Regions from separate parts of the Mus musculus genome. Here regions 2 and 3 are each linked to region 1. A link is a contact called in public HiCAR-type and Micro-C data. All regions are on one chromosome and are shown on one strand. The core of a region is the stretch at or near the end of the contact, and the rest is flanking DNA. Distances in the headings are between cores, read along the strand shown.

Region 1 (4,442 bases), core at 659-3,158:
TATTATCATTCTTTTAAGAATTATAAGCCAAAAGAATTTACGCCTTAATGTGTCATTATATAACATTCCTTACAAGAACTGTAAATATTGGTGTTTGTTTCTGACATTTTAACTTGAAAGTGATATGCTGCAAGATAATGTATTTAACAATATTTGGTGGCAAATATTCAATAAATAGTTTACATCTGTTAAACATTTCTTTACTTGAAAAAAGATGCATATATATATGTGTGTGTGTATATATGATCAGAAGACCAAGACAACTTGGTATAATGTTAAAGATCTTCTAATGGGAGCTTACTAGCAGTTTATCAAAAAATAAAGGAACGAGAATTCCAAAAACAAAAAAAAAGAAAAGAAAAGAAAAGAAAAAACAAAAACAAAAAAAAACCCAAAACCAAAACCAAAAAAAAAAAAAACAAAAACAAAAAAACAGACCTATGATTCTGGCTGGAAGGTGGGGTAGGCATAGGTGGAACTGGGTGGCTTTAGGACAGTACAGTTATTATATATCACACTAGGTTGATACTTGCCAATACCCATAGGCTGTCCAACACCAGGAGGGTGTCCTGGAATGCGCTATATAGCCCAGGCTGGCCTCAGTTTTGAATCAATCTTCTGATGTCAGTGTCTCAGGTGCTTGGACTGCAAGAGCACAGACATACACCACTGCACCTGGATGAGACTCTGATTTATTGGGGTTTTTTGTTTTTGTTTTTGTTTTGTTTTGTTTTGTTTTGTTTTGTTTTGTTTTGTTTTGTTTTTTGAGGCCATGTCTCATAGCCAACGATGACTCCCAACTCCCTAGATAGCTAAGGATGACGCTGAACCCCTGTGTCTACCTCCGGATGGTAGGATTACATAGAGCGGCCACTGTACCTGACAGAACTTGTGTCTCATGAGCTCCCAACTATGGCTGCCGGCTGGGCTGGGCCCTGTTTAGAAGCCCTGGGGTGGCAGATGAACATTAACCAAGGATGCTTTAAAAAAAGTTATTTTTTTAAAAGACTTATTATTTTTTGATTGCACACAGATGCACTTGTGCAAAGGTGTGTGTGTGTGAGTGTGTGTGTGTTTGTGTGTGAATTCAGTTGCCATCTGAGGCTAGAAGAATGTATCACATACCCTGGAGCTGGAGTTACAGGTGGTTGGTAGCCTTCATAAGAACAGTACATGTTCTTAATAGCCGAACCATCTCTCTAACACACCTTCTGTTTTTTTTTTTTTTTTTTTCTTTTTTTGGTTTTTCGAGGCAGGGTTTCTCTGTGTAGCCCTGGCTGTCCTGGAACTCACTCTATAGACCAGGCTGGCCTCGAACTCAGAAATCTGCCTGCCTCTGCCTCCCGAGTGCTGGGATTAAAGGCGTGCACCACCATGCCCGGCTCACACACCTTCTTTAAAATTAAAAAAAAAAAAAAGATTTTGAACATTAAACTATTGCAAGACTTTTTGAATGAGTGGTCCCATTTTTTGTTTGTTTGTTTTTGTTTTGTTTTGTTTTGTTTTGTTTTAACCAGACAGGGTTTCTCTGTGTAGACCTGGCTATCCTGAAACTCACTCTGTAGACCAGGCTGAACTCAGAGTTCTGCCTGCCTCTGCCTCCCGAGTGCCTGAGATTAAAGGCGTGTGCCACCACGCCCGGCCGTGAGTGGTCCCATTTTACAGATGAATAATGGAGGTGAGAACAGAATGAAAGCCATTCCAGTGGCCCTGGGTGGTCCTGTAACCTCAGCCTTCCAAGCCTGAGGCAGAGAACATGAAGTTTAGCATAGTCAGTCCCCCGAACCTGTAGAGTCCGGAAGCCAATCATTTCAATTCCTGCTCTTGCAGCAAAGGTGCTGGGGCTCTTTGGGTCCCACTGGTGGATGTGCTGGTTCCCACAGGCTGGGAAGTGCTGGTTAGCTGCTTGTTTACTGTGGGCAAGGGCTGTGAGAGTGGCTTCCTCCTTCGCCTGAGTATCGGGCATTTGCAGTTCAGAATCTGCCTCGGCAGCTTTCCCCACCCCTCCAGCCCTCCACCAATCTGCTACCTACTTAACTAACAGGCCTGAGATAAATCCCCTTTTGCTCTGGTGATAGCCAGCCTTAATCCCTTTGGGAGAGGGGCCTGGCCCGGGAAGAACAACACTCCCCCCAGTGGTGCTGATAAGTTTAACAATGGAGAAACGTGCACTTTCCCCAGGCACACAAATGTTACCACATAAGGGGTGCATTAGGCCCCCGCATGGGGCATAGGAATTCTCAACAGTGGAGACAGGAGGATGAAGAGTTCAAGGCCACCTTGGGCTACAAATAGATGCCCTGTCTCCAAAATAAGACTGGCAGATGTTAGAAAATGTATAATTAATATAAACTATCTTTTAAGGGGGCATGGGGGTGTATCTCAGTGGTAAATACACCCGTGGTTCAATCCTTGGCATGACAAAAATAGGGGGTGCCAACACTACTCATATTGAATAAAATACGCACACTTATTAGAAATTCCCTAGTGAGTTTTAAAAAAATCCCAAAAGCCATCTCTCAGTCTCACATGAGGCTTCCTCTTGAGAGGGCCTCATGCCACAGCATGGATGTGGAGGCCAGAGGACAGCTTGGGATTGGTTCTCAACATCCACCGTGTCAATGAATCCCAGGGATTGAACTCAGGTCATCAGGCTTGGCGGCAAGCTCCTTTGCTCACTGAATCATATTGCTGGCCCCAAGATCCTTTTTGTATTTGATTTTTTCCTCATAGAACACCATGGCCCCAGGTTACTGAAGGCACGAATCATTTTTTAGATTTTAGGCAAGAGAACTTTCCAAGCTCAGGAATTCCTGGTTTGTCCCACCGGCCTGGTTTTTTTTTTGTTTGTTTGTTTTTTGTTTTTTGTTTGTTTTTCGGGTTTTTTTGTTTGTTTGTTTTGTTTTTGAGGCAGTGTTTCTCTGTGTAGCCCTGGCTGTCCTGGAACTCACTTTGTAGACCAGGCTGGCCTCAAACTCAGAAATCCGCCTGCCTCTGCCTTCGGAGTGCTGGGATTAAAGGCGTGCGCCACCACACCCGGCCCACCGGCCTGTTTTGACCTCCCCCTATTGATCTCCAAAAGATCTGGTTCATTTGTCTCCTCTCACACTCTCTGCCCTGTCGAGCAAGCGTTTTCCTACCGGGTCTTCAGAGGATGACCACTTGGTATGCAGCAGACACTTGAAATAGTATGCATTTAATTAGTATTCATTAAGTGTCCTGTCCCGCCCTTTTCTTAATCACTCCACTGGTGGGAGGGGTCTCTGTCATTTCCATTTGATGTTTGTGAAGTCACAACGGAATGGAAATGTTTTCTGGAGTCCCTTTCCCAAATCTGTCTGTTGTTACATCATGGCTGCAGCTCAGAAGCGGAGGGGAGTGGGGGAGGAAGTGTCAGTTGCGATCCAGTTATACTTCCAATTTACAGTGAGCTCCTGGGGGTCTCACCCTCCCTCATCCTGATTTTCTAGTCCCCATTGAGATGAGCTTTTATGTCTTTTCCTGCTCCAAAGGCAGGCTCAGGGAGCACTCCTCCCAGAGGCAAGCAACCGCACTTGGTCCCCTATCCTGCGGTGACACTGTCTGCTTGAGGACGACAAATGGGTTGGTTTCATGTTGTGGCACTGCAGCATACTGAGGCTCTCTGTCACTATCTTCCACAGTAAACTCAAGGCTCGGACAGGAAGTCAGTGCACGGCGTGCGGTTGGTTCCACAAAATGAATCTGGCCAGTTTTGGGCCTCTGCTCTTGACTGAGAAAGCCTCTAGAGTTGCCTGCAGGAGTTACATGAATCCCAAAGAGCTCCCATTGTTATCCCGTGTCTCCTATATGAGTGTTCTAAAATATCTTTACATGTGATTATTATCAACAAAGTTATAAGTTAAACAACAAAAAAAAGTATTGTGTTACCAACTCATAAAATGGCTGATATGTAACACTCAGCTGGGGATGCCCACACAAGCCAATTCCAGAGCATGTCAGTCCTGTGTATACCTTGGATCTACGGGTCTCATCTTCCTCTCGGCTCCTTCAGGAAGTTCCTTCAAAGCCTCCAGCCTTGCAGCAGTCCTCCCAGTCCCTGGAAACCACTTATAAATATCCCTGGCACTTGGCATTGTCAGCTTTGACTATGCTGCAGGTCCAGTGGACGAGACGGAGAAAATGAGCCTTCCCCATCTTTGCCTCCGTTCATACCCTGGACCAGCATAAGGTTGGCCAAAATGCACCAAATGTCTTTGGTGATGTGCAGTGTAAGGAACTGGCCGGTCAACTTCAGTCCCAGTTCTCTAGAAGAGCTTTGGAGTCAGACAGAGCTGGGTTGAACCTTGCCCCCTCCCTTCCACTCCATGACCGTAGACAGCCATATTCTTGTACCTTGGTTATTCTCTGTCAGAAGAGAGCGAGTGCCCTACCAACCTCTGGGAGGCTAGTGTGAGGCCAAA
Region 2 (4,442 bases), core at 856-3,355, 100 kb before region 1:
CTTTCAAGAGAGTTGTCCAGGGGACAACTTGCTGGAGAGATGGCTCAGTGGTTAAGTGCTCTGGCTGCTCTTCCAAGGTCCCCAGTTCAATTCCCAGCACTCCCATGATGGCTCACAACCATCAGTAATGGGATGTTTTGCCCTCTTTTGTCATGCAGGCATGTATGCAAACAGATCACTCAAAAACAGAAAATACACAAGTAAATATGCTAAATGGTGTCTTTTTAAATATTTATCTCTTTTTATTTTATGCGCATGAGTATTTTGCTGGTATGTGTGTCCTGATGCCCACAGAGGTCACAAGAAGGCACTGGATTCCTGGAACTGGAGTTACAGATGGTTGGGAGCTGCCATATGGATGCTGGGAACTGAACCCAGGTCCTCTGGAAGAACAGCAAGTGTTCTTAATTGCTGAGCCATCTCTCCAGTCCCATCAGCAATGATTTCTGGGCACTGACCTTCCGATCATCTAAACCACAGCTGGGCATCAGGGACCACAAGGCTCCATTGCTAGCTTGGCTTTCCAACTGCAGCTGCTGCTGCATCCTCACCCAATGCACAAGTGGGCATTAACTTACTTCCATGTTAATTCACTCTAGAAGCCACCATTTACCAAGCACCTACTAAGAGGGATGCCGTGAGCCAAGCACCCACCAGAACTCTCTCATCCCTCCACTTACTGCCTCTCTGTGCTCTGCAGTGTAGAAGTGAGAATAGACATGAAATATTTGAAATAAAAAACCAACCACGAATTGTGATGAGCAAGGGAGGGAGATGTGGGGAGAAAGATGTGGGAGATGTGGTGGCTTATGTCTGCAACCCCAAGTCTGGACAGAGGTCATGAATTCAAGGCTAACCTGAGCTATATAACAATAGCTTTCTCATAAATAGGAGAGTTGCTGGGGTGGGTGGGATGAGGGAATTAAATATGCTGAGACATAAAAGGTAAGGGGCTATAAAGAACTGGAAGAAGCAGTCAGGCCTGGTGACACACGCCTTTAATCTCAGCACTTCACAAAAGCAGACAGATCTCTGACTGAGTGGAGGGCCAGCCTGGTCTACAGAAGAGTTCCAGGACAGCTAGGGCAACACAGAGAAACCCTGTTTCAACTAACAAACAGGGACAGAGCAAGACTTCTAAGTGAGGGGAATAACCTATAAAAAGGTCCTGAGGTGTGGTACCAGCTCAGAGGGAATGCTGGGTAAACATCAGTTTCTGTTTCCTCCTCTGTGTAACGGCCTCCTCGTTCCAGGGCCGGCCAGGAATACCTTCTTCTCATTCCTATTCCTTCTTCCAAGCTGTACATTGTCAAAACCCAAATTCTCTGAGGACAGGAGAGGCAATCTGTATATTCCTGCCTTGTCAGAGAGAGAAACTATGGTCCAGAGAGGGGGCCCAGCTTTCTTGGGGGCTGCAGCAGTGATAAACTGCTCTTCCCCTCCCCCACCCCCTTCCCCCCTAAACTTTGTTGACTACAGATCAGGACCTGGCACCCATGGAGATGCTCAGAAAGTCTGGCTCTCACCAACCATGAGCTGTGTAACTGATTAGGGGAGGGGCCTAGGGGAAGCCCTCCCACCCTGCACACAACTATTTTGAGAGGGCCACAGGACTAAAGGAAGCTACTTCCCAAAGACACTTGGTACTCACTAGGACATTAGCTAATCCTACATTCTGCGGGAAGCCAGTGAGAAGTGAAGTCTTTTTTTTTTTTTTTTTTTTTTTGTCTTATTGAGAACCTAGGACCATCAACATTTCACAGAGAGACATGGTAAAGCTTTAGCTAGAATAAGCAGAGTATGACTGGAGATCACTGAGGCCAGAGCCTCACAAACGAAGAGACTTACGTCCAAGAAAAGACTAGATTTACCCACAGTGACCAGGCTGAGGAAGTGCCCAGCCCAGGTGGAGAAGGTAGCTGAGGGGAGGTTGGGATTTGGGCGGGGGGTCAAGGGCAGGGCAGCTTCCTCTGGCCTGGCCTGCCCCAGCCACAACCTCCTATTGCTCACGGGTGTGGCAAAACCTGCCAAACCAGTCCAGGTGTCAGCGCCAAACGGTGGCAGAGCCCAAAGCTGCAGGAGCAGGCAAGGCAGCAGACAGCAAGAATCTGGGACCGGAAAGAGAGGACAGAGAGGCTCCTCCCAACCTGCCAGCCCAGCCCAGAGGTCTCTTCACCGCCTGGGGTCAGGTTGGTTCTCTCAGCTTTCTATCCCTGGAATGCAGTGAATCAGGATTAACCAGGGCCACTCTCCACGTCCCTCCCCTCCTGGTGGGGACAGACGGCCTTCTGTCTAGCTGTGTCACTATGCAAGAAACCAGAGGTAGGTCTGAGAAATAAGACAGAAGGCAGGGAAGGTGGCAAAATGACAGGAACCACCCTTAGACCCCGTGGGACCAAGAAACTCCTGGTAGGCAAGAAAGGCTTCATTAAAAGGCTGGGCTCCTGTGAGCCTGTGTGTCTCACAGATGTGAAGGGACTGTCTCCTCTCTCAACCCAAATCCTCACATGGCAAATGAAGAGAAGACCAGAGACAAGCATGGACTAGTCTAAGGTCACACAGCAAGACCATGGCAGAGATAGGACCCCACATAAGACTGACTTCCCAGAACACCCCAACTTTTACAGGAGAGGTATTTTTACAAATTCAAAAATCACTCTTCACACCAAGGAACCAAGAGACCCCTTCCTCACTATCCCCGGAAATTCCAGAGACTGGAAGAAAGCTCTATTCATGTCACTACCCAGGCCCTGCCAGTCCCTGAGGGTTACTGCTGTACAAAAATACCATCAACAGCTGGCTTTGTGCCTCACGCTTCCAAAGGCTAGGATGTCTGAGATCAAGGTGGCAGCAGATGTAGTGTCTGCTAAGGACTCTACTTTCTGGCACCTTCCAGCATGTCCCCACATGACAGAAGAACAAGCAGGCTCTCCGGGATCTTTCCTAGGCACAGGTAGGCATGCGCCATTCACAGGGGAGGAGACTTCACCCCCAAGAGCCTCACCTTAAAACCAGCACCCAGAGCTACCAGGCCAGTACTTGACTCCTGGGGACATAAACACAGCATGTGTTTACTCATTCGCTCGCTTCCTGCACTCCAGCATACAGGACACTCCTCGTGTGTGGTGAAAGCCCAAGGAACGGGCAAGTGGCTTAAAGCTCAGCCAAGAAGCAGCCGGGGACAGGGTCCTTTCTGAGGCACAACCATGGAGTTCGGAGTGGGAAAGCAGGAAATAGATAAGAAAAAGAAAATGGGAATCTAGGTGTTGAAAGCTACCTGGCTATGGAACAAACAGAGACACTGTGGGCTCAGCGCTCTCAAGATGCAGGAGAGCTGGTTGCTGCAACCACTCTGAACACACGGACTTCAGGCCAGTGTGCACTTCTGGTATGTGAGTATCAAGCTTTCAAGGCAGGGAGACCCGAGCTGAAAGCATGAGGAGCTATTGGCCTAACCCTCTGCACAAGGGAGCTGCTGCCGCCTCCTGTTTCCCTTAACGACTCTTCAGAAGCGCATGTACTGTGATGGAGAGACACATGATCTGTGAACTGCCAAGTGCCAAACACATATGAAACTACCAACACTAACACGACCATCACTGGCCTCGATGGCCCCACCAGATCTCAATATCTAAATATCAATCACCATCATGGTTCTAACTACTCAGTAGTATAAATCACCTACTATGTGCCAGGCATAGTATTGAGCAAAGAGAGCCAACATAAGAAGGAGCGGTTGAGAGACAGAGAGACAGAGAGAGAGCAGCTTTACTGGGACAGTTGTACAGAGACAGGTTACAGAGAGAGAACAAGCTAGACACAGATGAAGACAGGACAAGCCAGAAAATGAGAAGGAGCCAGAAGATTAGAACAGATTGCTAGAGTTAGCATGAGGCCAAGCAGAGCAATTCAGTCACAAGCCAAGAGAAGCTGGGTTGAATCAGTCAGCTTGGAGAAGGGTTTGAGCCAGAACAGTTGAGTTGAACCAGCCAGCCAGAGTCCAGAAAGAGCTAGAAAGGGCGAGCTTACTCAGCAGTCAGTCTCAGAGGCTTACTAGGCCTAGGTAAGAGTGTTTAAGAGGCTGGAAGCTTCCAGGACTAGGCCTAGGCTGACAGACTGAGGCCAAAAGCCTCAGAGACGACAGTTACATCAGACAAATAGAAGTCACTTTTACAGTTGCCTTTGCTCTCACTCAAGTAAGGACCATCCCTGATTCCACTTCACAGATGGACCAATCAAGGCCTTGAGGGAAGAAGCACCAGACAGAAACTCGCAGTAGCAGAATGAGGTCTCCACGCAGGCCTGAGTCTGGACGGGGCACAGGCTCCATACTCCACTGCTCGGGAAGACGCCCACCATTGCATTAAAGTAACTCCCTCATTAATGAGGTCACCTCACTGACTCTTGCAATAGTGAACGCTGAAGAGGACGCAACTGGGTGG
Region 3 (4,442 bases), core at 1,259-3,758, 76 kb before region 1:
TTGCAAAAAAGAAGGGATATCCTCTTGTTTCAATCTAGCACTTCCTGGCTTCTCTAGAGGGTTGTAGAACAGGTCAAAATAATTTGCATTTGTTAAAACATAGATTGCTAAACCCCATCTCCAGATTTTTGCATTGTGTATGTCTACCAGAAGGCTCCAAATTTGCATTTCTAGTAAACCGGTAACCTTGCTGCAGATGGTAAGATGGACCACACTGAGAACTGGTGGTCTGGGTGCTATTGAGGAAGGTAGGGAGGTATGGCCAGGATCTCTGGGGGCAAGAAGTCTGAATTCCTGGCTAGCAAGATGTCTCATTGGGTAAAGCCATTTCCTACCAAGCCCGATGTCCTGAGTTCAATCCCTGACTCTTACAAGTTATTCTCTGATGGTCACATGCATATCAAATATAACATTTTTTAAAGAACAGTGAATTCCTAAATCTTGGTAATAAGACAGGTCTAGAGCTTTGAGCCAAAGTCCAACCTGCCTCAAAGACACGACACTGAGCTTCCTAGCCGCCTAAACAGAGAAACTGAGGCATGGGAAGGTCAGGGTCTTGACGAGAAAAGCAGCTTAATAAAAATAAACACAAAAGGAGACACCCACCACCACCAGATTTCAGCGCCAGTGAGCTGCCAGGGCAGCGGCTCTCTTGAGGTGTGTATTCAGGGAGAGAGATAAGAATCCCAGCTTCCCCTGCCTCGGCGGCCTCTGCCAGAAAAGCAGCTGGGGAGTTGCAGAAATCTGCCTTGGGGGGCGCCCCTCCCACTCCTGCACTGTCCACTCCCGTTTACACTCCCTGCACTCTCCCTCTCCACTCCAAAGCCCGCACCCTTATCCTTGTACACAAGCCAACCAGCAAGGAGTGAAGTTAGAGAGAAGAGCCAGGAGAAGGAAGGCTGGGCTTGCACGTCCTCCTTCCTTCCCTCTGTAAGATTCTCAGCCTCTCTAGATCCTTGTCAAACCTAGTCTACCTACATTTCAGTACCAGTATCTGAACCCGGCAGACAGTGACTAAATCCGCAAACTTCCCTGTAATCTTGTTTTTCAAATATAGGGGGCTTTCTATTCTGTTCCAGTTAGCAGCAAAATGGCACTTCTCTTACTGTCCCCATCCTGGCTCGCCAATACACAAACAGCTTACACACTCATAAAAAAAAAAAACAAACCAGATATACCAGAACTTATCAAAACAAATGCACATATACATCCAGAGATATTTTGTTTATTCTTCATCAGTAAAATGTACAAATGCACCTAAATGCACAAGAAATATACAGGGAGAATGCACACACTCACCCAGACTAGACATGCATGCAGTGCCCAAAACATGGGGGAAGAGATACAGAAACACATCTCTCTCAAAGTATGAAGACCTTCTGAGAGGGGATTCCTTGGAGTGGGGCGCTGGCCATTTAAGATAGTGATCAGTTTTACTAGTCTTTGTAGGGTACCTAGGCTGCTGCCCTTCCGAACAGTGTCCAGGGTGAGGGTGGAGGGTACCTAACCAGGCTGGGCTGTAGCTGGCCAGGGTGATGGTCGTTACACAGCAAGGAAACATATCACAGAACCCCGCTGAGGGGCCTCTGTTGCTTCTACCCACACCCATGCCTGCGCACAGACACACCCTCTTCACACCTAATCCCCCACCCCACCCCTCACAAACACACACCCGGGATTTGAGCAGGCCACGCCCTCTGCTTCAGCTCAGCTGGGAGCCAGGCTCCACTGGCAGTAGGGCTCTCCCGTACCCCGGGTGTGGCTGCCCACCTGCCAGCAGGGAGTCTCCACTCAGCTAAGACGCCCCCGCCGCTGCTGCTACCCACTTCCTCGGCCAGTGCCGGGCTCCGGGCGACGCCAGCGCCTCGGCTGCCGCCCCCACCCCCTTCCTCCCGGCAGTGCGGAGACAAAGCCGAGCACACGCACACAGGGGCTACGCGGGTGCACACCCGCCCTCACACGCGCACACACACGGGGAGTCACACTGGCGTGCACACAGCGAAACACACACACACGAACACTCACATACACCCGCCATAGGCTTCAGCCACAAGCGAAGCCATCATCAGCATAGGCACACTGCCTCATCCAGATGTACACACTGTTACACATTGGGACACACCCTCTCTAGGCACATCTCCGGATAAGCAAACCAGGGCACACAGACCCTTACCAGATTAGTACACCACCCAGCCCCTTACTCAGATGCACACGCACGTACACACCACTTGCACCGACCCACAGACACACGCGCGTTCACATTAAACGCACACCCGGAGATGTGGACCCCGACACGTACCCGCAAAGACACGAATCGTAGCTTCGGCCACGCACGTCCTCCAGCACGCGAGCTCGGGACGTAGCAACAGCCTGCTCGGTCTCCGCGCCCTGCTAACCTGGCGGCGGCGGCGCGGCTTCCGGGAGCCGTCTGTCTGTCTGTCTCTGAGTCCCTTCGTCCAGTGGCCGCCCAGGCAGGCTCCAAGACGCTCCGGAGCTGCGCAGAAATGCCCCGCTCGCTCTCTCGCTCGCTCGCTCGTTCGCTCCCTCCCACGGCGCTCAGCCCCCTCCCCGCCCGCTCCGCACACCCCCTCTCCCCCTCTGCCCCGCCCCGCCAGCTCCCTGGGAGGAGGCGGCGGCGATCCGGGCCAGGCAGCGTCCGAAGGGTGTGCGAGTAGCGAGCGCGACCCACTGGCCCCAAGAGCCGAGCTGCCCAGGAGCAGGCGCGTCCGATCCCAGGGAGGGGAACTCGGAGGGGTGTGCGCCCCGCGAGCCCGCGCCGCTGGCTTCCCCCACGTGGGACAGACGCCCACCAGAGCCTAGGCAGAGCTCAGAGGCCGAGGCGAGCAGCGGGACCACGAAGACGAGACTCTCCACGGAGCCTCCTCTCCCTCCAGGTCCCAGCCCCGTGGGCTCGGCCTTACTCCACCTCCTAGAGAGTCGCCACCGGCACCAAGTCTGCTTCACCTCGCCTTTGACTGAGAGCTTGGCGTTCAGGCCGGTAGCCTGGGCTAACCTGGGGGACCAGCAGCACCACTGGCCTCCACTCCCTCCAGCAGGGACCTGGCCGACGCCCACTACCCTTCAGCCTCCCTCCTATTGTTCGGGCGGCCTAAGCTGCGGAGCTGTGGAGGACCACGCAGCTCTTTCCAACCAGTCTGAGGTGGCAGTCCTTTGGCACTCTTTGGAAGCAAGGGCCGAGCCCCTGGTCCCAAGACCCTGGGGACCCACAGGCCCAAGCATGCCCAAAGTCAAGCGTTTCTCTGAATTATGATTATATCCGCCCTGGACCTTACAGGCTCCTGCCGGAAGGTACTGCTTTGAACACACACGTAAAGCTAAGCATAGGAAAAGGACAAAGTAACGAAAACAGTGAACCTAGAATAGTATCCATAGAAGGTAGGGCGTCTATGGGGTTAGCTGAAGAAACTGAGCTTGGGTTCCCAGAGCAAGGGCCAGACCTCAGAAGGCCAGGAATACCAAGCCTCCTTTGTTAGACTTTGAAGGGAAGAAAAGGAAGAAGTAAATGTAAGAACTTACCGGGTTTTATTAGAGGCCTCTGCATGGGTAACAACCTAGGCAAATGACTCCAAAATGTAAACACCTTCACCTCTTGTGACCTTACCTTATCTTAAGTGGTAGCTGGGATCCACCTGAGTCTGCCCCAGGTAGCACAGAATCAAAGGCTAGGCCAGTAATTCTGGTTCTTCACTGCGGTCCCATCTCCTCCTCCCCACCCCCACCACTCTGCTACAGGATGCTAAGAGCAGATTGGAATCAAACAGCTGAATAGATAAATCCAGAAGGGGAGGCCTGGTTTGGACCTCCAGGGACATTGATAAACTGAGAGGACAAAACTAAGGAAACCAAGGCCCTACCTAAGACAGGACTCAGCAGTGCTCACTCAGCCGCTCCACTGCATGGAAGAAATACTTCCATGTCTCATTTCATCTGTACAGTTGCAACAGACGGTAGCCGTGAGCACAAAGTCACTAAGGAGCTTGGAAAGGGGCAGAGGCAGGATCCTGGACGTTGATTTTGAACTCCCATATTTAGCCATCAGGCCAGCCCTGAATGTGAGGTGGCAGTAATTGACCTACTCCAGTCAGCACCCACCATGACAGGATTCTGTTTATGGGTGTTTTCTGTCTCCATGTAGTTTCCTGATACCAAGCACAGACCCTGATTCGGAGACCTAATTTGTTAAACAACTATCTCATGGCATGGGCATGGCTCCGATGCCCTCTGCTCTGGGGCGAGGGACTGTTATCACTGGTTTTAGATGAAGCGGAGGAAATCTGAACTGCTAATCAGATCTGCTGCTGTCAGGAGGAGATAGAGACAGAGAGGAAGAGACAGCGAGAGACAGAGGGGCAGAGAGAACACTGTGGAAACCAGAATAAGTTTCCAGAAGATCTCGACAGGCTTGAAGACTGAGCTGGAAC

What was found. A called contact is a pair of places that touch in the nucleus more often than the background predicts. HiCAR-type assays count read pairs that join an accessible place to other places.
Region 2: a contact with region 1 is called in a HiCAR-type map of embryonic stem cells, with 4 times the contacts expected there. The contact joins two enhancer-like sites. A contact is called at or near these places in 6 of 39 promoter capture datasets (the C10 cell line, the HPC-7 cell line, cranial neural crest and 3 more), 5 of 484 Hi-C or Micro-C datasets (the N1E-115 cell line, cerebral cortex, embryonic stem cells and 2 more), 5 of 115 datasets of contacts at active chromatin or transcription factors (embryonic basal ganglia, embryonic stem cells and pancreatic cancer cells) and 1 of 9 other capture datasets (adipose tissue).
Region 3: a Micro-C map of embryonic stem cells shows a contact between it and region 1, with 2.7 times the contacts expected there. The contact joins the promoter of Epb41l1 here to the enhancer-like site in region 1. A contact is called at or near these places in 1 of 39 promoter capture datasets (cranial neural crest), 1 of 15 datasets of contacts at CTCF or cohesin (the NIH/3T3 cell line), 2 of 484 Hi-C or Micro-C datasets (the N1E-115 cell line and embryonic stem cells), 4 of 115 datasets of contacts at active chromatin or transcription factors (embryonic stem cells and pancreatic cancer cells) and 3 of 9 other capture datasets (adipose tissue, liver and pancreatic islet).

The regions. Positions count from the first base shown.
Region 1 is chr2:156,342,552-156,346,993 of GRCm38.p6, reverse strand. All of the region lies in intron 8 of Cnbd2 (cyclic nucleotide binding domain containing 2), which reads right to left. It also overlaps the pseudogene Gm14253. Among named protein-coding and RNA genes, the nearest start is that of Scand1, 32 kb to the right of the region's middle. Within about 2 kb of position 1,908, at least 50 of the 459 cell types and tissues checked have an H3K27ac peak or open chromatin away from gene starts, as enhancers often do. A contact at or near this core is called in embryonic stem cells, where this site is marked.
Region 2 is chr2:156,445,249-156,449,690 of GRCm38.p6, reverse strand. The region is part of intron 2 of Epb41l1 (erythrocyte membrane protein band 4.1 like 1); the gene reads right to left. Among named protein-coding and RNA genes, the nearest start is that of Epb41l1, 26 kb to the right of the region's middle. Within about 2 kb of position 2,105, at least 85 of the 459 cell types and tissues checked have an H3K27ac peak or open chromatin away from gene starts, as enhancers often do. A contact at or near this core is called in embryonic stem cells, where this site is marked.
Region 3 is chr2:156,419,157-156,423,598 of GRCm38.p6, reverse strand. Epb41l1 (erythrocyte membrane protein band 4.1 like 1) reads right to left here and starts at 2,508. Exons shown (of 25, transcript NM_001368800.1): 1 at 2,300-2,508.